Linked DNA regions of Sus scrofa: region 2 is linked to region 1. The links are chromatin contacts, called in public promoter capture Hi-C maps. All regions are on one chromosome and are shown on one strand. The core of a region is the stretch at or near the end of the contact, and the rest is flanking DNA. Distances in the headings are between cores, read along the strand shown.

Region 1 (6,064 bases), core at 1,226-3,725:
GATGCTGCCTGAGCAACACTTACTAGTTTGGGAAACAGTATTTGGGAATCTGGTCTCCGGCAAAGCCAGCCTTGATCACCCCCGAACCCTGAAAGAGAAATAATGTTTAGCTTCCAACATTCACCTCCAGATGAAGGCAGTGCCCCATTGTGCAGAAGGTTGCTGCCCTACCAGGGCAGCCCGGGCAGGAAGCTGAGGACCTGCCAAGAGAGCAAAGCCAAAAAAACACAAAAAAACAAGAGAGCAAGGCCATTTACAAGTACACCAGTGGTTCAAAACTGGGGGCGATTTTGCATCCCCTCCTCCAAATCTGACCATATTTGGAGACTGGGGAGCAGGAACTACTACTGGTATCTTGTGGGTAGAGGCCAGGGATGCTGCTAAACATCCTACAATGCAAAGGACAGCCCCTCAAAACCAAGAGTGATCCAGACCAGAATGTCATTAGTGTGGAGATGGAGGAACCACGAAGCAAACCCTCCTCTGCATGCTCCATGGTCACTCCAGGCAGGAGGAATCCACAGCAGCACATGCTACTCCCCAAACCCAGCTAGAAGCAACCCCTAAGCCTGTTTTTTTTTTTTTTTTTTTTTTTTTTTCCCCTCCAACAGTCCCCAGCCCCCTCCTGTCAGCAGCCATGGACCACATACAGGATGGCCCAGGGAAGATCATTGGATGCTTGGGGACAGCTGGCACTTCTCAAGTGGTTTCCCCAGAGCCTACAAGAGGAGAACTTGGTTCTGCACTGCTTCAGGATGGAAGCTGGATTTAGAATCCCCCCCCCTTTTTTTTGGCCAGAATGTACAGTAGCTTGACATGGGATCTCAGCTCCCAGACTCGGGATTGAACTTGGGCCAAAGTGCTGAAAGCACTGAATCCTAATCACTAGACCACCAAGGAACTTAGAATCTTGAAGGGAACTTGGCATCTAGAAACTCCCCATCCACTGCAGGAACCAGAATCTCAACCCATGTTCCCAGAGATCTCCACCACCAGCCTTGGGGTCTGTAGAGCAGACATATACAACCCTAAGTTACAGAGGAGGGGTTGGAAGCCCAGAGGGAGCAAACCAGTTCCCTCTTAAACTTTTTGATTAGCCTAAGTGGATTATTTGCCCGCCAAGAAAGGAAGTGGCCCTGTCCTTCCCATGGGCTGATGGAGAGTATCCCCCAAGCCCAGTTCCAGCTTTCTTATTAAGCATCCCCTGCAGTGACTCAGGGTGCTCACATGGGTACTCCAAAAAAGACAGCCATTCAGGGATTACATGGGAGTCAAATGGCAGGGAGACAGATCCAAGAAAGAAAAGTGAGTCATTAACAAAAACTCCAGGGCTCCAGGGGCAGATACCCAGCTAGGAGCAGAGCCACAGATCCCTCCCTGTCCTTTATTTTCTTCCTGTGGACCAGGAAGCATGCTTAGCCCCAGTGTTGAAGGACCACAATGGAGCCAAGCAACTTTCTCCTGAGGTTGTCAAACAATTATTGCAAAGTACTCATGGGTTCTGGGAAAAGTAGTCCTGAATTCTTTCCATTGCCCTGCCAACTGTGGAACTTCTGTTTGGCTCCTGGAGCACTTAAGGAGAGGGTCAAAACAGCCAAGTGGCCAGGCAGGTGGCCGTGGCTATGTGGCCGGCAGAGCTTAGCTTACATTTTCCCCTGTCCCAGGAAAAGGGTGCAGCAAGGCCTGCCCACTCTGGAGGTGCTGCCTGGGGGTGCAGCCCCTTGGGAAGAGCTGTTGTAGAGGTCACCAGGCCAACCCTCTCCGAAACATGGGGCCAGTGGTGTGCAAGAAGGCAAATGCCATTCCTCCTCCACTAGGAGGGGCAGCCAGAGTCAGAGCCTGAGGAGTAGTAAAGGGGCTGGGTCGAGACCTGCCCTGTGACCTCACTGTCAATTGAGAAGGGTCCGGGGTGCGCCCCGAGCCTGACACACATCTGCCGGGTTGCCCGGCTGTCACTCCAGCCCTCCAGATGCTGACCAAGGGCCGCCAGACGGATGGGACTCCTGCCTCTCCTGACCTCCCCGCCGGGCTCAGGAGTGCTCTGGCTGGGGCTCTGCCACGCTGGCGAGGGTCTGGCCCCGTGGCCCGGGTTAAGGGCCAGGTGGGGGCGCGGGCGGCCAGCGCGGGTGGCAGGCGGGCAGTGACCAGAGGAGCGGCAGAGACGGGCCGGGGTCCCTGCAGGTGCCGCCGCATGAGTCCCTGAGGGCGGAGCGCCCGCCCTCCCCCCGGCCGCCGAGCCTCACGTTGTCGATGACCACAGGCTGGTTAGCGATGATGTCGTAGGACTCCATGGCCGGGCCGGGCCGGCCCTGCCCAGCAGGCGGGCTGCTGGAGGGACCAACGGCGGGCGGGCAGACGGAGGGGGACGGAGGCGGCTACAGACGCTGCGCCGCGCCCCTCCCATCCAGAGCGCGCAGCTTAAGCAAGCCCCGCGGGGCTTTCTGGAGGGCCGGCCCCACGGCCAATCATAGCTCCAAGCTGGGCGGATTGACGCAGGTCGCCTGGGGCCGGAGGCCGGCGAAGGGGCGGGGCCGCCGGGTGCTGGCCAGCCAATGGAGGCCGCTCGGAAGAACCGCAGGGGCGCTTCCAAGGTAGGCTGCGCCGCGTGGGGTTGACGTCGTGGCTCCACTCTTAAAGAGGACGTGTTCGGAGTCAGGAGGGTTGGGAGTTCACCTGTCCAGGAAGACTCCGTTCCTCCTAAGCTCGCTGCACCCGAGGAGGCTGGCGCTGGATATTTCACCCAAAGCATTTCTTTATAGAGCATTGAGGAGGATCCTTTTCCTAGTAAAAATTACAGTTTCGTGCTAACGGTAGCTGAGTTAATGGAGCACCTGCCACGTGCTTGCGGAGGACTTCTAACCCACTTTCTATAGATTACTATATTACACCCTTGCAGTAACTGTATCAGGTAGTTTTATTATTATCCCCATTTTACAGATATGGGAATCAAGGAGCAGCAACTGGGATTAGCCTGCAGGCAGCCTACAATTGTGCCGGAGTCAACTGCTGCATAAGTGCTAGATGAGAGTCCTGAATTCACTACCGAACTGAGCCATGGTTATTTGCATCTCTATATAACTTTCCCACTAGACTGTGAGATTAAATTTGGTAAAATTGAAGCACAACCGTCATGCAGAAAAGTGCAGAAATCATAAGTATACATTTTAATGAATTATACCTATACTCCAAACTTTATACCTATTTTCACAGTCTTTGCCTCCTTGAAACATTCAGTTTTCAACAGGGCGCAAGAATCAGGGCACTTCTGCTTCTAGCCTGTAGTTAGTCTAGTGGCTAGGTTACCTGGTTTTCATCTAGGCTGCCCAGGTTCAATTCTGGAGCAGGAAATTAAGGTCTCACTCCAAGTCATTACTCACTGCTGTCTCTTCGAGATCATAACCATCACTGAATTTAAGAAACAAAGCATGGGAGTTCCCGTCGTGGCTCAGTGCTTAACGAATCTGACTAGGAACCATGAGGTTGCGGGTTTGATCCCCAGCCTTGCTCAGTGGGTTAAGGATCCGGCGTTGCCATGAGCTGTGGTGTAGGTTGCAGACGCAGCTCAGATCCTGAGTTGCTGTGGCTCTGGCATAGGCCGGCAGCCAGAGCTCCGATTTGACCCCTAGCCTGTGAACCTCCATATGCTGCGGGAGCGGCCCTAGAAAAGACAAAAAAAAAAAAAAAAAAAGCAAAGCATGACCCAGAAACCTCTCACCCCTTTTGCTCACTGCTTTTTCCTCCTCCTCGGAGACCACTGTCCTGCATTCTAATGACACAGGTTAGTTTTGCCTATTGTGGAATTTCACGCAATTGAGGTCATAGATATGTTTGTTTGTATCTGGTGTCTATCCATTCATAAAATGGGTCATTGTGCAACTATTTAAAATAATGAGGGATTTCTGTATAATCTGATGAGAAATAAGTCGGGATGTACGGCTAAGTCAAAGCAAAGAAAGCCAGAGTCCAGAATGTTCTATGTGTAAATGTCTCCAATGATTGTATAAGCCACATTCAAGACTCTTCATTTGTTTATTTATTTGTCTTTTTGTCTTTTTAGGGCCACACCTGCAGCATATGGAGTTTCCCAGGCTAGGAGTCCAATCAGAGCTGAAGCCACCTGCCTACACCAGAAGCATAGCAATACTACGTCTGGGACCTACACCACAGGTCACGGCAACGCCGGATCCTTATCCGCTGAGCAAGGCCAGGGATCTAAACTTCATCCTCATGGATGCTAGTTGGTTCATAACTGCTGAGCCACGACGGGAACTCCTCAAGATTCTTTAATATGGGAAAGGGAACTTATGAGACCAGAACTCTAACTCTCCATCCTCCACATAACAATTTCGTTTATTTTTAAGGCTGCATTATATCCAATTGTATGTATATAGTACATTTTGCTTATCCATTCATCTGTTGGATTCTTGGGTTGCTTCCACATTTTAGCTATTGTGAGTAAAACTGCTATGAACAATGATGTACAGGGAGTTCCCGTCATGGCTCAGTGGTTAACAGATCCAACTAGGAACCATGAGGTTGCTGGTTTGATCCCTAGCCTCGCTCAGTGGGTTAAGGATCTGGCACTGCTGTGAGCTGTGGTGTAGGTTGCAGACAGGGCTCGGATCCTGCGTTGATGTGGCTGTGGCGTAGGCTGGTGGCTACAGCTCCAATTCTACCCCTAGCCGGGGAACCTCCATATGCCGCAGGAGCGGCCCAAGAAATAGCAAAAAAGACAACAACAACAAAATAATGATGTATAAATACCACTTTGAGACTCTGCCTTCAGTTCTCTGGGATATATAACCAGATATGCAATTGCTGGATCATATTATAATTCTATTTTCAATTATTTGAAGAACAGCCATACTCTTTTCCCTAGCAGATGCATCATTTTTCATTCCTGACAACAATGCACAAGGGTTCTGGTTTCTCCAAACCTTACCACATTGGTTATTTCACATTTCTGTTTTTTGTTTTTGTTTGGCTTGTAGCCATTCTAATGGTTATCAGGTAATATCTCGTCATAGTTTTGATTTACATCTTTTTGGTGATTCGTGATGTTGAGTATCTCGTCATTTGCTTATATGGCCATACGTGTATCTTTTTTTTTGCCCCCCGCCCCCCTCCCCCCCTTAAGGGCTGCACTTGTGGCATATAGGAGCTTCCAGCTAGGGGTTGAATTGGAGCTGCAGCTGCCAGCCTATACCACAGCCACAGCAATGCAAGATACAAACCACCTCTACAACCTACAACACAGCTCACAGCAACACCAGCTGAGCAAGGCGAGAGATTGAATCCGAATTCTCATGGATTCTAGTTGGGTTTGTTACTGCTGGGCCACAATGGAAACTCCCAGTAGTGTTTTTTGATGCACAAAATTTAAAAATTGCCATGAATTCTAATTTACCTGTTTTTTCTTCTGTTGCCTGTGCCTTTGGTGTCATTTCTGAGATATCATCGCTACGTTTAATGCCCTGATGCTTTGCCCTATGTTTTATTCTAAGAGTTTTGTAGTTTTAGCTCTTATATTTAGGCCTTTGACCCATTTTGAGTTGATTTTTGTATGTACTGTTAGGTAAGAGTCCAATTTCATTTTTTTGCATGCGAATATCCAGCTTTCCCAGCACCATTTGTTGAAAAGACTGACTTTCCCCACTGAATAGTTTTGTCACCATGGTCAAAAATTATTTGACCATATATGTGAGGGCTTATTTCTGGGCTCGCTATTTTTTTTTTTTTTTTTTGGTCTTTTTGCTATCTTGGGCCGCTCCCTGGCATATGGAGGCTAGGGGTTCAATTGGAGCTGTAGCCAACAGCCTACGCCAGAGCCACAGCAACGCTGGATCCTTAACTCACTGAGCAAGGGCAGGGATCGAACCAGCAAACTCATGGTTCCTAGTCAGATTCGTTAACCGCTGAGCCACTATGGGAACTCCTGGGCTTGCTATTCTTTTCCATTCTATTCTCTATGTCTGTCTTTATGATATATTACTTTTTAAATGTAATATAAAACTGGAATGAAAAGGTGTCTGCATAACAAACATTTGAGCATTTACAAAAGAAG
Region 2 (6,064 bases), core at 2,104-4,603, 350 kb before region 1:
CCGTCCATTTTTCTCCATTGTACTATTCCTGCCCCATCAGGCATATCACGATTTCTGGCCCTGACCACCACAATGGTATCCCAGCAGGTCTTCTCTATTCCACTCCTGCACTGTCACCTATTCAATAAAAATGTAGTGATCTTTTTTAAATATAAATCCAATCTCTAGCTTAAAATCTTTCAATAATTTATTACCACTCTTAGAATCAAATTCTTATACGAGGAGTTCCTGTCGTGGCCAGGGGTCAACGAATCCGACTAGGAACCATGAGGTTGAGGGTTCGATCCCTGGCCTTGCTCAGTGGGTGAAGGATCCGACGTTGCCATGAGCTGTGGTGTAGGTTGCAGACACGGCTTAGATCCCGCGTTGCTGTGGCTCTGGCGTAGGCTGGTGGCTACAGCTCCGATTCGACCCCTAGCCTGGGAACCTCCATATGCCGCAGGAGCGGCCCTAGAAAAGGCAAAAAGACAAAAAAAAAAAAAAAAAAAATTCCTACATGAGGTAGCCTCTGCCAACTTCTCCCCTAGCTCCCACTTATACCCCCATTGCAACCACATTCCAGACTCAATGGTCTGAAAAGAGTTCCTAGAACATGCCAAACTCCCTCTTGCAAGGCCTAGATATAAGAGGAAATAATTTTCTGAATACTGAAATGACCAAGTCCACAGACTCTCACGTTAAGAAAATATCCTGAGATGTGAACATAGAAATTTCAATGTTTGTAAGAAGCTATTACATATCTAAGAGAAAGACCTCAAAAAGGAGCTCTTCAGTTATGCCCTAAACCAGAGGCATTAGGATTATACTGGATTATTCCCTAAATCACAGATCCCATGTCCTGTACATCCAAAAAAGGCAACAAAACATTGCCCTCATTGGGAAATGAAATAAAAACCTCTATTATACAGGCATTTATTTAAAATACACATGTCATGATATTTCTAACTCATTAAGGCTCACTAGGAGAACCTAAAAAAGCAAAACACAAGATCTCTACTCCCCAACAAACCAAAAACCTGTGCTAGAGGGAAAATTAAACATCAGGTCAAATTAAAACAAACAAAACAATCTCTTCTCCAAAAAAATTTATAAATTTATTAAGGACATGATTTGATCAGTATAGAATATATCAATAAATCTTGAAACACAAGTAAACAGAACACCTTAAAGCTCAAAAGAATTGCTAAACGGGGATTCCCTTGGGGCACAGTGAGTTAAAGACTGTTGTCACTGCAGCAGCTTGGGTCACTGCTATGGTACAGGTTCGATCCCTGGCCTGGGAAATTCTACATGCCACAGTATCATATATCACATGGTAAGTTTAGGGAAAAAATTCCTTACCCTGAAATATAACCAGGCCTAAGTAGGGTTACAATCAACCCATGGTTGGAGTTCCCATTATGGCTCAGTGCTTAAGTAAGGAACCCAAGTAGTACCCTTGAGGACTCGGGTTTGATCCCTGACCCCACTCAGTGGGTTAAGGATCCGGTGTTGCTGTGGCTGGGTTGTAAGCCGGCAGCTACACTTGTGACTTAACCCCTAGCCTGTGAACTTCCAGATGCCACGGGTGCGACCCCAAAAATACAAAAAAAAAATCAACCTATGGTGACAGTTCTGTAAGAAGCTAAGACAGAAACCAAGGTCTTGGGCATATATATATGCTCCTAAACAAGGTGACCCCAGTAAAAGTAAATTGAACTACCAAAAAGGTTACTGTTGCCAGTGCTGGAGCCAGGAACTCTGTCTGGACTAAAAGAATAAATCTAATCCTATGCGGCAATTTTTAAAAACTAACTCTTTGGTATTTTTCTTCACAATTTAAATAATGCTATTCAATTCCTCTTTCCACACGAGTCCTATTACCTAAGTGCAGTAGGCTGTTTGCCTTCCTTTGAATATCTTGCCTTCCTAACTCATTAGATGTCCTGAATGCAAGATGTCTACATACAGGCCTATCTGCTCGCTGCTTAACAGCAACGCCTGAATTTAACATCCAAGCCCCTCAGACAATCTCCCACAATAAAATCCTCTTTAATCCCCACCATCTGTTCCCTGTCCAATTAGGGCAATGGCAGCCCTTAAGAAAGAAGCCCAAACTCACATGGTACTTTCGTGCTGCCTCCGGGGAGTAACAAAGAGCATGCGGGTGGGGCGGGCACTACTGGCATCTGGGTGGGCACTCCAAGGCTTGGCATAGCTATGGTCCAGAAACACTAGGTCCAGCTCCCGCTCATGCACGAAAGCTGGAAGAGCAACGAGGTGCCCATGCGCCGCGCTGAGGTCTGGAAGTCCCTCTCCCCACCTCGGTGGGCCATGTCAGAAGAAGGGCAGCAGGTCAGAGAATGGCTATCTGCATGCTAGTCACCTGCAGTGAAAAGTTTCAGTTTTAGTCAATTCAGATGCTCTGAATCTCTTGCAGCCTATACTATCTAATGTGCTTACTTTTTTGACCTTCTATCATGTATAACTGAGGATCCATCAAATCACAGACCCTTGCCCATGTAGGGAGCGCTCCTAAGAGTCCTCAAAAGGCTATGGCACCATCTTCCTCTTCAATTTCTACAAAATTCGGTTCATTGGGAAGCTGAGGGACTCCAAGGTCTCACATGGACAAATACTAAATTTGCTTGGCCAGCATCAGTTTCCCCTGTGGCTGGCATGGGTTTGGGCAAACAAGAGGAATCAAAAATATTGATTCTTCCAAAGCTAAGGGTCTCCAGCTTCACACTATTCCCGGAAGCTTCACTGGGCCGCCTCCAGTCACAAAATAAGAGCATCCTGGGTAACAGCTGGGCAACGTGGGCTCCAAGGAGGCCCTCGAGGTCCCTTGTCTACGTTAAGCAAAAGTTTTGCAACTACTTCATAACGCTCTGGAGTTTTAAGACACAGACGAGAGCTCCTTCTCAAAGCCTGTAACAAAATGCTAAGCCAGGAAGACCCCCCCCCTCACCGTAGATGGGGTGGTCCCCCAGGAACGGCCCGCTACTCCAGGTACCCCGGGGGGTCCCACCCTTGAGCCTCAAAACCGCCACAGCTGGCAGGCAGGGCTTGTAATTCACACTTTACAGACGAAGGCGCCAGCTCAAGGAGACGGAGTGAATTGGCCAAGGTCACCGAGAGTTCGCGACGAGGAGGAGCCGCCAGGAACCCGCCTCCCGCCGGCCCGGGCCCAGCTCAGCTCCCGCGTCACGGCAACCCCAGTCCGCCCCCTGCCCCACACGGCCGTCTGACCCAGGCCGCCCGGGCCCCGGGCTCCAGCCCCCTGTCCCCGCATGACCGGAGAGTCCGGAGGTTCTCGCTGAGACCCCCGCCCGCCAGACCAGCGCCGCCACCGCCGGGGCCCGCCACCCCCTGCCAGGGCCGCGCCTCCCCTCACCCGCAGTCGTCGCGCCGCGCGCTCGGCCCGGGCCGGATCCCAGCGCGCGTGCGCGTTACCGCCTCCTCGCCCCGGAGCTCCGGGCACAGAGCGAAACGCGGAAGCGGATCACGGCCTGGGAAGGGAGGGGCGGTGAGCTGCAAAACCGGGAGAGGATGTAACTGCGCGGGAAGAGGAGCCCCGGGAACGCGTGCGGGTCTCTGCCGCTCACAGCGCGGAATTCCGAGTTTCGGCCTTCTGCATCTTCAGCAGGGAAAGCGAGGGCGAGAGAGGAGGCTGGCTTCTGCAGCGTCCGTTCTCAGTGACCGCCACGGTTGCTTTGCCAGGTCCCTAGCCAGGGCTGGGAGGGCGTGCAACCTACTTTCCGCTTCTCCCAGATCAGTCCCACCTAAGCGTGCAGTATTTACTTCAAATACTGTGCGCCTGAAACTAGCACAATGTTGTAAAGCAACTATACTTAAATGTAAAAAAAAGTTAGGAATTCCCTTGCGGCGAAGCGGGTTAAAGATCCGACGTTGTCACTGCAGCTGATCCGGTACTACTGTGGCGTGTGTTCCATCCCTGGCCAGGGGAACTTCTATGTGCCATGGGTGCGGCCAAAAAAAAAAAAAAAGAAGAAGAAGAAGAGATCACTTAAGCAACAACCACAATAAAAATAAGTGCGAAAATAAAAGAAGTGCTGTGTGCCTTAAACTGCTCTAAAAAATATATTAAACAATAGAATAAAAGAAAAATTTATCCAGGGCTTTGCGTAGATGTGTCCAGATCGCCCTAAGCAGTGCTGCTTAGACCTGGAGGTTTGGAATCTCAGCTCCTGCACCTAACTCCCTGCTTTTATGACCCCAGTGAGATCTCAGTGTACCCTCTTCATCTCTGAAAGTGCAAATACTTACTCACTGGGTGGCGGAGAGAATGATAAGAACAGAAATTTATAGAAAAAGATTTCCAGAGTGGGAATATGAGTGGAATCATGAAGATGAAGTCACCTAAGTTTGGGCTGAAAGGACCAGGCCACTGCAGAGAGATTGGAAAGGTTGCTAAGGACCTACAGAGAGAGAGTGAATGGACCAATTACAGCCCAACACCACTTTCTTTGGCCTACACGCTACTTTTTTAAAATTTTATTTCATCGCAAATATGTATTTAATTATTTACTGCAAATATTTAAATTTGGGAGATTTCATGCAAAAATCCAGATATACAGATCTCTTAAAAAATTGGAGACTGTGGCAGCACTGGACTCATGTTCCTGTGTGGCAGGTATACAGGCTGCATATATGCTCACTCTGACCAGCTTCTCTAGGCCTCCTTGGCCCCTGTGGCATTTGATTCATCACCCACCCCGTCTACACCATTGTGCGCAGTGCTGGGGCTAGGGGGTTAAATGCAGGTATCCCTACATGGAAAACATGATGGGGGACAAATCCAATCATTTAGAGTGCTTAGTGGATTGGTTCATTTTGGTTGCCCCATCAGGGCAGGAGTGAAGTGAGACAACCAACGTGCAATGCTGAAGAAAACAAGAGTGCAGAGAGCAACCCAAAGAAAGATACACAGTGCTCTAGAAGGCCTCAGCGATGCTACCTGCAAACCTGGGTGCCCAGAGGAAAGTGGGGGAGGGTGGGGAGGCAGTGGAGAGAAAGGAGGCAAAACCTGTGGTCATTTCACAATTCTAGACTGTTTCCAAGAGGACAATGTGTGTTCTCTATAGCAGGCATATGGAAGTTCCCAAGCCAGGGGTTGAGCCACAGCCACTGCAGAAGCAACGCCAAGTAGTTATGTTGTGAGCCACACAGGAAGTCCTCAAACTCTTACTGCTTGATTTGCAGTTTTTCTTTCTATGCCCATGACAGACATGATTAATCAAGCACCGTTCATTCTGAACCCAGATGCAACTTCAGAGCAATTTTCTCCACACAGGACTCCAGGCTTTCACTACCCATTGATTAGAGTTGGCTACCTCTTCTCTATAATGCTTCTCCTTCCTCCGATATCCCATAGGACACACTTGACCTTCATTCATTTGCAAATATTGCTTAAATTTCTACTATATGCTAAGTACTGTGCCAAGTGCTAAAGACACAGCACTGAAAAGGCATATTTCTTTTCAGTCTATATAAATAATTAATTTATAGTTGTGATAATAAGGGCTAGCATTTAGAGAATGCCAGTCAAGTTCTAAGTGATATAAATGACCTACTTCATTTAATCCTCTCAATGACATACATGCTAGGTTCTCTTATAATCATGTCCAGAGAGGCAAAGTGTTTTGCCCAAGGTTATGCAGCTAGTAAGTATCAAAGGCAGAACCAGAACCAGTCTGGCTCCAGAACCTAAGCATTTAATCCCCTCACAACTCCACCCCCCCACCATGCCTATTCGAAGTGGACAGTGATGAAAGCATGTAGAACAGTGAGCTAGCCTTGGCTTGGGCAATGGGGTGGATGTCAAGGTGACTTTGAACCTGGAACCAAAAGAAGAGAAAGAGGTAGCATGGTAGACATTGGGTGCAAAGCTCTCTGGAGTTGGAACAGCAAAGACAAAGACTCTCAGGCAGAAAAGAGCATTAAAACGTTTAAAAAAGAAGAGTTCCCTTGTGGCCCAGAAGGTTAAGGATCCTGTGTTGTCACTGCAGTGGCTTGGGTCACTGCTGTGGCTGGGGTTTGATCCCTGTCCTGGGAACTTCCA

What was found. Promoter capture Hi-C pulls out the DNA fragments that hold promoters and counts their contacts.
Region 2: a contact with region 1 is called in a promoter capture Hi-C map of liver, with 4 times the contacts expected there. The contact joins the promoter of KANSL3 here to the promoter of ACTR1B in region 1. A contact is called at or near these places in 1 of 5 promoter capture datasets (liver) and 1 of 47 Hi-C or Micro-C datasets (heart right ventricle).

Annotation. Positions count from the first base shown.
Region 1 is chr3:56,606,767-56,612,830 of Sscrofa11.1, reverse strand. It overlaps ACTR1B (beta-centractin), which reads right to left and starts at 2,475. Exons shown (of 12, transcript XM_021087260.1): 1 at 2,244-2,475; 2 at 24-88. The coding sequence starts at 2,291.
Region 2 is chr3:56,956,472-56,962,535 of Sscrofa11.1, reverse strand. It overlaps KANSL3 (KAT8 regulatory NSL complex subunit 3), which reads right to left and starts at 3,353. Exons shown (of 23, transcript XM_021087273.1): 1 at 3,011-3,353; 2 at 2,243-2,365; 3 at 2,102-2,240. The coding sequence starts at 2,315. It overlaps FER1L5 (fer-1-like protein 5), which reads left to right and starts at 2,956. Exons shown (of 55, transcript XM_021088398.1): 1 at 2,956-2,991; 2 at 3,236-3,508. The coding sequence starts at 2,956.